Regions from separate parts of the Sus scrofa genome. Here all the other regions are linked to region 1. Evidence: chromatin contacts called from public HiChIP or PLAC-seq data. All regions are on one chromosome and are shown on one strand. Each heading gives the region's core, a stretch centred on a gene start, on an enhancer-like site or on the middle of the called end of the contact. The rest is flanking DNA. Distances are from core to core; before and after follow the strand shown.

What was found. HiChIP or PLAC-seq counts read pairs in DNA pulled down with a chosen protein or histone mark.
Region 2: a contact with region 1 is called in an H3K27ac HiChIP or PLAC-seq map of alveolar macrophages. The contact joins two enhancer-like sites. A contact is called at or near these places in 2 of 47 Hi-C or Micro-C datasets (embryonic fibroblasts and skeletal muscle) and 2 of 2 datasets of contacts at active chromatin or transcription factors (alveolar macrophages and skeletal muscle).
Region 3: an H3K27ac HiChIP or PLAC-seq map of alveolar macrophages shows a contact between it and region 1. The contact joins two enhancer-like sites. A contact is called at or near these places in 2 of 2 datasets of contacts at active chromatin or transcription factors (alveolar macrophages and skeletal muscle).

What each region holds. Positions count from the first base shown.
Region 1 is chr15:15,863,800-15,867,198 of Sscrofa11.1, reverse strand. It overlaps DARS (aspartate--tRNA ligase, cytoplasmic), which reads right to left. Exons shown (of 16, transcript XM_003133266.5): 6 at 3,280-3,360; 7 at 2,228-2,287; 8 at 99-210. Among named protein-coding and RNA genes, the nearest start is that of DARS, 55 kb to the right of the region's middle. Within about 2 kb of position 1,473, at least 1 of the 83 cell types and tissues checked has an H3K27ac peak or open chromatin away from gene starts, as enhancers often do. A contact at or near this core is called in alveolar macrophages, where this site is marked.
Region 2 is chr15:15,523,367-15,526,310 of Sscrofa11.1, reverse strand. The region is part of intron 2 of THSD7B (thrombospondin type-1 domain-containing protein 7B); the gene reads left to right. LOC110257066 (a long non-coding RNA gene) reads right to left here. Exons shown (of 2, transcript XR_002339240.1): 1 at 1,298-2,944. Among named protein-coding and RNA genes, the nearest start is that of THSD7B, 86 kb to the left of the region's middle. Within about 2 kb of position 1,595, at least 25 of the 83 cell types and tissues checked have an H3K27ac peak or open chromatin away from gene starts, as enhancers often do. A contact at or near this core is called in alveolar macrophages, where this site is marked.
Region 3 is chr15:15,486,362-15,489,500 of Sscrofa11.1, reverse strand. All of the region lies in intron 5 of THSD7B (thrombospondin type-1 domain-containing protein 7B), which reads left to right. Among named protein-coding and RNA genes, the nearest start is that of THSD7B, 120 kb to the left of the region's middle. Within about 2 kb of position 1,425, at least 15 of the 83 cell types and tissues checked have an H3K27ac peak or open chromatin away from gene starts, as enhancers often do. A contact at or near this core is called in alveolar macrophages, where this site is marked.

The DNA.
Region 1 (3,399 bases), core at 224-2,723:
AACAAACAAACAAAAAAAACCACCACAAAACTAAATTAAGAAACTCAAGGGAAAACAAATTTATTTTTTAAAATTAAGAGGAATATCTTAAAGCATACCTGAGATAATTTTAGGAGTTTGGATCTCCACAAAACCCTTGTTAATTAAATTTTCTCGGAAAAGATGGCAAATGCCAGACTGGAGACGGAAGACTGCCTGACTAGTTGATGTCTATAAGACAATAGTAAAAGCTAATTAAATCAATTTGACATTAAATAAGATGGAATATTTTTTAATCAGGCCACCTGCCTGCAAAGTTCATAGAGAAACAATTGATTACAGGAGAGAAAAGTCAGGCTACATGACAATATCAGAATAAGGATATATCTTAGAATTTTTCATATTACAGAAGAAGAATGACAATTTTGTCCTTTGTTTCCAACCTCTCCATCTCTTTGTTAAGCAAAGGGTCTAGAAAAGAACTGGATTGGGGTTATTACACAAAAGTTTAGATAAGCAAAGATGTATAAAAGATTTCAAGTTACTAATGAACAGAATGCTTCCCAAAAATGTAAACTCAAAGTAAGGGTTAAAAAAAGGTAAATGTTTACAAGGGCCAAAAAACATAAATAGAGTGAATGAATGGTACTTTCCAGCAGAATGCCCTGTCTAGAGTTGATGATGTTGCCATGCAGGCCTGTTATTGATGTGTTTATCTCTAACTTTTTAATAAAAGCCACCTAGATTGATTGATTGACTGATTTTTACGGCTCCACCCCCCAAAAAACACCTAGATTTATTTATTTATTCATTTATTTATTTGGTTGCACCTATGACATATGAAAGTTCCCAGGGTAGGGGTCAGATTGGAGCTGCAGGTGCTGGCCTATGCCACAGCCACAACAATGCTGGATCCTTAACCCAGTGAGTGAGGCCAGGGATCAAACCCCCATCCTCATGGATACTAGTTAGATTCTTAACCCAATGAGCCACAATGGGAACTCCAAGCCACCTAGATTTAATGGAGATTTAAATCCTCCGTTTTTCAATGATGGCAATAAACTTGACCAAAACAGATGTGGGTCAAATTAAAAAAATAAAAAACTCTTAAAGCCAAATATTAAAGGCTTAACCAGTAACTTGTGTGAACAAACAGCAAATACAGTATGATGGTTAACTACTGTGGCCAAAATTATGAAAAACCTGAGGTTTCTAGGCAGTATCAAGAGGACTTTTGATTACTGCTAGTCTTTTCTGTATACTATAAATTAAAATGGAAAAGTAAAAGCAAACAAAAACCAAATAATTAGGGGAAACATCAGTGTACAATAAGGGCAGACCCATATGACTACAGAAAAGTTGGAAAGAACTCTTAAGGTGACAAAGCATTTAACCTTTAGGTAGATTATTTAAGTAAAGGGGGAAGATGTGGTCAAAACATTAAGAAAGGGAGATGACAATGGTTTTACTACAATGATGAAACCAATGAACTCTTTCACTTGCAACCAAACCAGAAAGGGAAACAGAAGACCCATGAGATTACTATATACACTACCGGGGCCATCTACTTCTTTATTACTAATTTTGTGCTAGATCTAATTCAAAGGATTGAGACATTAACTACTAATCTCCATCTGGCTGTAAAATGTGCACACAACTTCTTTCACAATTTTGGAGTAATATTTATGGTCCTATTTTCACTTGCTAACTTGTTTGAAAAAGGTATCCCCTGGAAGGAAGCCAATTTATTGGCTTCACCTCCCTTTGTAATTTTATTTATTTTTTGCCTTTTTTAGGGCTGCACCTGCAGCATATAGACGTTCCCAGGCTAAGGGTCAAATTGGTGCTGCAGCTTGCTGGCCTACACCACAGCCACAGCAACATGGGATCTGAGCCGTATATAGGACCTACACCCCAGCTCATGGCAACGCCAGATCCTTAACCCACTGAGTGAGGCCAGGGATCAAACCTGCATCCTCTTGGATACTAGTCGGGTTTGTAACCCACTGAGCCACGATGGGAACTCCTCCTTTGTCATTTTAAAACAAAGCAAGTCAGTATCCTGTGAACTATTACTTGATTGTCCTTGTTGACAGCAATTCTCCTTTGGGGAAGGGTTAGTCAAAAAGGTAAATTATTTCTTGTATTATCACATTACCTATATGTAAATACCAATTAGTTCTATAACCCTGAGACAGGTATGGTATCCCTGCCCACCTTGATTTCAGCATAAACAAATAAGGCATACCCTAAGATCAATGATTCTGTTGTCTAATCTTGTATCCTGGTTAACAGTAGCTCTTCCTTCCTAAAAAAAAAGTTGAAAAAGCAGATTTTACTGATTTTTTTAAAGTACAAAAAAAATTTTTAGAAGCCATGTTAATTTTTAAGTTAAGAAGAGTTATGTTCATGTGTGTTAATGTTATACCCCCGAATCAAGGATTCAAGAAACAAGAAGTGGGGCCAGAAAGGTTACTGTTAAAAGAGAGATAGAAAGAAGAGAATGAGTTGAGGTTAAAGCTTTTTTTCTACTTCCCATTCCCCAACCCCCTGACTCATTACTGGGATGTCAAAATAATTAACTTCCCACACCTTCACTGATTCCGGGGTTTTACCTGCTAGTTCAAGACTGAAGGAACAGATAAAAGCTGACATAGAGCAATCAATGGTTCTCCAAGTATCTTCTGGGCACCAGTGAAGGTCCCCAAGACACTTTCAGAGTCTGTATGTCAAACCTATTTTTTCATAATAATACCTTTCACTCTCACTTTTTTCCTGATGATACTGAGAAGTTTTCCAAATGTGCATGCTATCACAACAGAATGATTGCAGAGGCAGATAACAAAATTTAATTGTTGTCTATTGAGCCAGACATTACTAAGATTTGTAGATATGTAGTATAATAACACTCTTGACATTAAATTACTTTGTTTTTGAAAATATTTTTCATAAAACATTATTGCTCTTTTTTATTATTTATATAGGAATAATACATACATATTTATATTATTATTTAATAAATTCATAAATATTAAGAAGTTTGTTTTAACTTCTAATACTGTAAATGTTGATAGATATACCTGCAAAAACTAAAGCTTGTGGGTTCAATTATTTTTAAGAGTGTAAAGGAATTCTGAGACCAAATAGTTTAAGAATTGTTAATTTAAGAGTATTTTTAACTAAAAATGAAACTCAAATTAATTCACAGGTACCCTTTCACACAAAAGCAGGACATCAAGTAAATGTTTTGCAAACTAAACACACAGAGGAAGCACAGTATTTCAAAAGTATAATTTTTACCTCTTCTCCTTCCACCTCAGGCCGAACAGCATCATCCAGCTGCAGGGGCAGGCGGGGCTCAGCTGAACTGATCACATAAATCTGAAAGTGAGAGATTACCAAAAATATCAGAAGCACACA
Region 2 (2,944 bases), core at 346-2,845, 340 kb after region 1:
TCAGGTAACTCTAAGATGCAACTAAGGTTAAGAACCACTATTTAAGGTCAAAGTATTATGGACATTCAAAATACAAGTGGTTTCTGAACTTCCATCTGAAAGAACATTCTTTCCATTTGAAAGCAGAAAATGTCTGCTAACTAATCTGAAATAGTTCTCAATACAAATTTGATCTGGTATCTCTTTAAGAATTTCCTGGAAATTGTGTATCCATTTATTTCCCCAGGAAGGGACATACCTACAAAATTTGCACATAATTCCATCGTATGTCATCTCCATAGTGACATTATCTGCTACCCTATCCAAAAGTGCACCATTACACCTGTCTACACCCACACACACATCCTGTCCTCTCCCCTACCCCTTACTTTATGTGTTCTCCATAGCCTTTATTACTGTCTTCCTGAACATCCTCAAGTCCCTCACTAGGGCAGAGTTTCTCAAAGTGTGGTTCAGAACCACCTTGACTTAGTCAAAATGCATTACTGGGTTACTTTGCTGCACAGTAGAAATTGACAGAACATTGTAAATCAACTATAATATAAAAAATAAAAATCTTAAAAAAAAGACGCACTGGATGGGACCCAGGAATCTGCATTTTCAGACCCTCCCTGTTGTTCTCTCCCAGACCATCTATTTGCTCCTTTAGACCCTGCCCTGCAGATGGGAATCTTATCTCTCTTAGCAAATCAGTGGTCTTGGGTAGAATCTCTAATATTCCAGAGAAATCCTAGGTATTTTCCAGATTGCCTGACGCATGTGTGGGAATGTGGTTGTCTCAGTTCTGTAATCTAAGGGGCTTGGAGTAAGGTCCTCCATCTAATGGGAAGGTTATCCCCTTCCTTCAACATTCATAGCACTTGAAATTCCACCACTGTCCAGTCATTCATTTTGAGCTCTTCAGCATCTACCACTAGTATGATGAGTAATAAAAGCCAAGAACAGTGGGCATATTGGATCCCAGCTTCCTGCTCCAACTTTTCCCTTGGCTTCCTGTTGCCTACAGGGGGAAGCATATCCCTATTTTTTTGTTACCAAGAGGCTCTTCAAGATCTGGCTCCCCTCTCCAGCCTTCATTCGTGCCCACTGCCCTCACTCCACACTCTAGCAGGACTTAACAGCAAGTAGCTCCTGGAACAGCACATCCCATTTTCTTTCCTGAGTGTCCTCTGGGAGTGCTCTTACACCTCTTTCCACAGTCACTCCTCCCCCCCAAAATCTCAGATGACTCAGAGTGCAAGCCAAGTTCTCATGTGACCTCCCGGGCCCCACAGGCTCTGTCTGTCACCCTCCTTACCTCTCTGCCCTTGTCTTTGGCTGCTCTCTTCTGTCACTTTGCCAGGGCAGCTGTAACAAAGCACTACAAACTGGGTGGCTTAAAACAACAGAAACTTATTTTTTCGTGGTTCTTAGAGCTAGAAGTCCAAAATCAAGGTGTCGGCAGGGCCATGAAGGGGAAGGATCCTTTCTTGCCTCTTTCTAGCTTCTGGTGGTTGTGGCTATTTTTAGCATGTGTTGCCTTGCAGCTGCAGCTCTTTAATCTCTGCCTCTGTCAACACATGGCCCTCTCCCTGTGTGACTCTGTGTTGTCACATGGCCCTCTAATAAGGACAGCAGTCATCTTGGATCAGGCCCCACCCTGTTCCAGTGTGGCTCATCTTAACTAATTACATCAGGAATGACCCTATTACCAAATAAGGTCACATTCTAGGGTATTGGGGGTGAGGACTTCAGAATATTTTCTTTGAGGGGACATAATGCAACCCATAACACCCTCTCCTGCTTCTTCATTCTGCTTCAGTCACACTGGCCTAGAGATGTTAGATTTAGCGAATGAAAATACAGGACTCCCAGCTAGATTTGAATTTCAGATAAACAGCAAATACATTTTTAGTGTCAATATGTTCCAAATGTTACATGAAACAAAATATTTTTAAGCATAACTATGTCCCATTTGGTATTGGGAATGTACTTAGGCTAAAAGATGTATGTATTGTTTATCTGAAATTCAAATTTAACTGGGCATTTCATTTTCAACCTGTATACAACTATGAACACAACTAGCATGCTTCCATCTCAGGGAGCATGCTTTGTCTTGGCTGTTCCCTCTGCTTTGAACTTTTCCTATTCTCTGGGATGCACAATTTCTATCTGCCTTCAGCAAGGCCTTTTTGGGTACCCCTCCCTCAAAAGCACATCTCCTACCTTCCTTTCTTGCTTTCACCGCCCACTCCCCCCCAGCCCTTATCATAATCTAAGAGGCTTTATATCACCTGCTGCTGGTGTTTATTATCTATCACCCCCAGTAGAATTTAAGCTTGATGCTGTTGTTTGCTACTGTCTTCCAGGGCCTAAAGCAGTGCCTGGCACATAGTTCAGTGTACATTTATTAAATGGATAAAGAAAGAAATCCTTTCACTTTCAGGCACTGTAGAGTGGGTGTCTATGGGTTTTGCTTACCTAGGATCTGCTTCCACTTCTGGTATAAATGTCCTCCCTTCACTCTCAGTTTAAGTAGTTTGGGAAAGTCCTGCCCTTAACCCCCAGGTTCAGATCCAAATCAATTTGTTATTTCCATCCACTTGGCCACCGTCTTTGCTTCTGGGATGGGTATAGAACCCAAGTTAGTCTCACCAGAGTCAGGCTCAGAGTTTCTGCTGGAACTGCTAAGACAGAGCGCTCTCTTTCCACTGGGTATTTCTGTCAGTCTAGAGCTGCTGATAGTCATCTCACAACCAACAGGAAGAGCAGGGGGTCAGCTCCTGGCCAAAACCTGTCTGAGCTTTCAGGCCTGACCATAGGCAATTACAAAGGCTTTAGGTCAACTCTAGCTGCTAAAATAGAATACCACAGACTGGGTGGATTGAACAACATACACTTGTTCTCATAGCTCTGCAGGCTGAGAAGTCCAAGATCAAGGTGCTGGCAGATTCTGATCTTGGGC
Region 3 (3,139 bases), core at 176-2,675, 380 kb after region 1:
GCAGTACTTGGATGAATGGCTGGAATGAAATGATGGTGAGTGGCTCTACATGCAGCTGAGGTAGCCTTATTTTTCTTTTTCGGGCCACACCTATGGTGTATGGAAGTTTCCAGGCTAGGGGTCTAGTCGGAGCTGCCGCTTCCATCCTATGCCACAGCCACAGCAATGTGGGATCCAAACCGTGTCTTCGACCTCCACCACGGCAGTGCTGGATCCTTAACACAATGAGGCCAGGGATCGAAACCACACCCTCACGGATATTAGCTGGGTTCTTTACCACTGAGCCACGACGGCAACTTCCTACACGCAGCTGAGGTTCTGACTGTAAAAAAAGGCTTGGTCAAAATTGTGAGGAAGATACTCATTTTGTCCCACTTCTCCTAGGACTTCCATCTCCATCATTTCCACTTCCATCTTCCATTCCCCATCAGTATGGCTGTGTTTGTCCATATCCTCTTCTCTCCAAAATGTGTCCTAATTGGTAGAATCTCATGTTCTCTGTATTTCTCTTCTCACTTTCTTGCCCCTACTGAAGTGTGTTCTACTGTCTTATTCTCTATTTTCTGGAGGCTAAGCCTGCTTTCTCTCCATCCCTCTTTCCATCCATTTATGCTGTCATCCATGCATCTCTCCCATCCTCCAACAAACCATCACCCAACCATTTGGGCAAGCTAATTTAAATTACAGTCCTAATGGCTTTAAAAGTCTTAGCATTAAGCCTTCCCCAGTTGAGGGGATTTCTGGCGTGACATCAGGCGAATAGGGTAAATATTTGGGGAGGAACATATGGTGAATTTAGCTGTCACATTCTCTACTGAATCATAGAGCTAGTTAGCTTAAATCTGTTATGTCAGGAGAAAAGCAAATTTGAAGGTGATTCTGCTTAGTCCGAAGCCACCTCTGCCTCATTGTTGTCACTGCAGAATGTGAAATCACCCCATAGCAGAGGCCACAAAGGCCTATTGCTGGAAGCCCAGGTCTGTGTGCAGCAGGTGAGGAGGCTTCTGCCAACTGCTGGCCCTCGGTCTTCTTGCTGGCCTCTTTGGAGGGTTTCAGTGGTGGGGCTTCTTCTGTGGTCCGGTACTCGGATTGTGGGTACAATCTGCCCTGTCATCACTTTCACTCTGATTAGCTTCATTCGGAAGAACTTTTGAGAGCCTTTTGCAAACCCGGGTCAGCGTGGGAAAACCAGTTCCTCTGTATGGGACTGATTTAATCTCTGTGAGAGGCTGATCTTGGGGGGAAAAAATACACGCCTTCTCACGTCAAACACATAGGACACATCAGCCCACAGCTGCTCCGGAGGCATCTCAGGTTTTTCTCTCTGTGCGTCCCTCAGTATCTTGGGATGGTTAAGAGGTGTCTAGCTGGCTTGGTCCCCGATGTATCAGTCACCGCTGGGCTTGGTGCCACGAAGCTCTGGGTGTAATCAAACAATCTGCAGCTTAGTTGGGACATCCTGCCTGCTTCGGGTGACTCAGAGCTCCTCAGCAGCTGGTTGGAGCTTTGTTTGTGGCAGTGCCGCCTGCTCACTCCACACCCCCAACTCCCTGTAAGCCGCTCCACAGGTGGCCCGACTTGTGGTGCAAATACAAGTTTGTCAACTGTTGATTTCTTTTCCCTCTGTGTGTGCGTGTGTGTTTAAACTTATCTAAACAAAATTAAGCTGTGGGGAGTCCATTAATAAAAGGTTTCTATTACAAAATTATTGGCACTCTGCAAGGCGCTTTGGAGGAAGGCAGGAAGATCGATATTACCTAGAATAAAATAGCAGGGCAGACATGACTCAGGGGAATTAGGCTCTTAAGTATGAGAGGGAATATAGATTTCTACCCCGGCAGTCAATGTTTGAATATGATGAAACAGCGTGTTAGAATTCACGGTCGGGCAATTATTTGAAAGGTCTTGGGGAGACTCTAAATGTGCTTTAAAAAAAGAAAAACAACCCCCCCCCAATATCCCTCAGCTAAAGCTTCTCGGAAATAAAGAGCAAGATGAGAAACCAAAAATATAGAGCCTTTGATGAATTCGTGCAGATATCGAGGGCCATAGAAGTGGTAATCGAACTCTATTTGCTTGTGGGGGAAGGAGTTGGGAGGGAACAAGGAGACCTGTCATTTTGTAGAACAGGGAGGCTGTTGAGAAGCCATTCCTCATCTTTAAAACTCGTGCCTTCACTCTGCTCTTGGAAGCTTTGTGGAGACGGGTGGGGAGCACAGTGGATTGTTACTCCGAGAGGATCAATTTAATCGGATGTAGTTTCCTCTCCATCTCTGTCCTGCAAGCCAATTAACCTTCTGGCTAGGGAAATGCTGCTGGCAGCTTAAGGGCCATTGCTGGAGCAGCGCCTGCCCTAGGTACCATTTGCAAATTGCTGAGAAAGGGATTTCTGGAGGGCTCCAGGGAGGAGGGGAAGACTGTTCAGCTACAAATATGGCAGGACATCAATTCTAAGGACCGAGGAATGGCTGTGCATTGTCAGGGAGGGTGAGCAAGAAAAAGAGGTAGAAAAAAGAGAACCTCCAGGTTAGGAAAGGGGAAGGCAGGGAAAGAAGGAGAGAGAGAAGGAGGGAATGAGAGAAGAAGCGGAGGAGGGGGGCAAGAGAGAGAGGGAGAGAATGAATGAGGAAAGGGAAGGCAGGAGGGAGAGACGAGATGGTAGCCCATCCTCAGTATGGGGTGGGGAGGATTGGTTCCAGGACACCCTCAGATACCAAAATCCTTGGATGCTCAAGCCCTTTTATGACATAGTGTTTGTGTATAATTGACACACATCCTTCCATATACTTTAAATCATCTTTAAATCATCTTATTATAGCTAATACAACTATGTAAGTAGTTGCCTACAAAGAGTAAATTCAAGTTTTGCTTTTTGGAACTTTGCAATTTTTAAAAAATATTTTCGATTTGCAATTGGTTGAATCCAGCGATGAGAGACCTGCAGATACAGAGGGCTGGCTGACTGTATAATGTTTATAGCTGCTGACTTTAATCTTTAACAGTAAATAGTTGAAGGGATCATGCACCCAAGCTAGCTTTCCCCAAAGTGTATTCAGAGGAGGGCTCGTGAAGTGTGGTGTTATTTGGTGTTTAAGGGGGGATATTTTGGGGTTTATTTTAATGGAGGAGAGATGTCCTA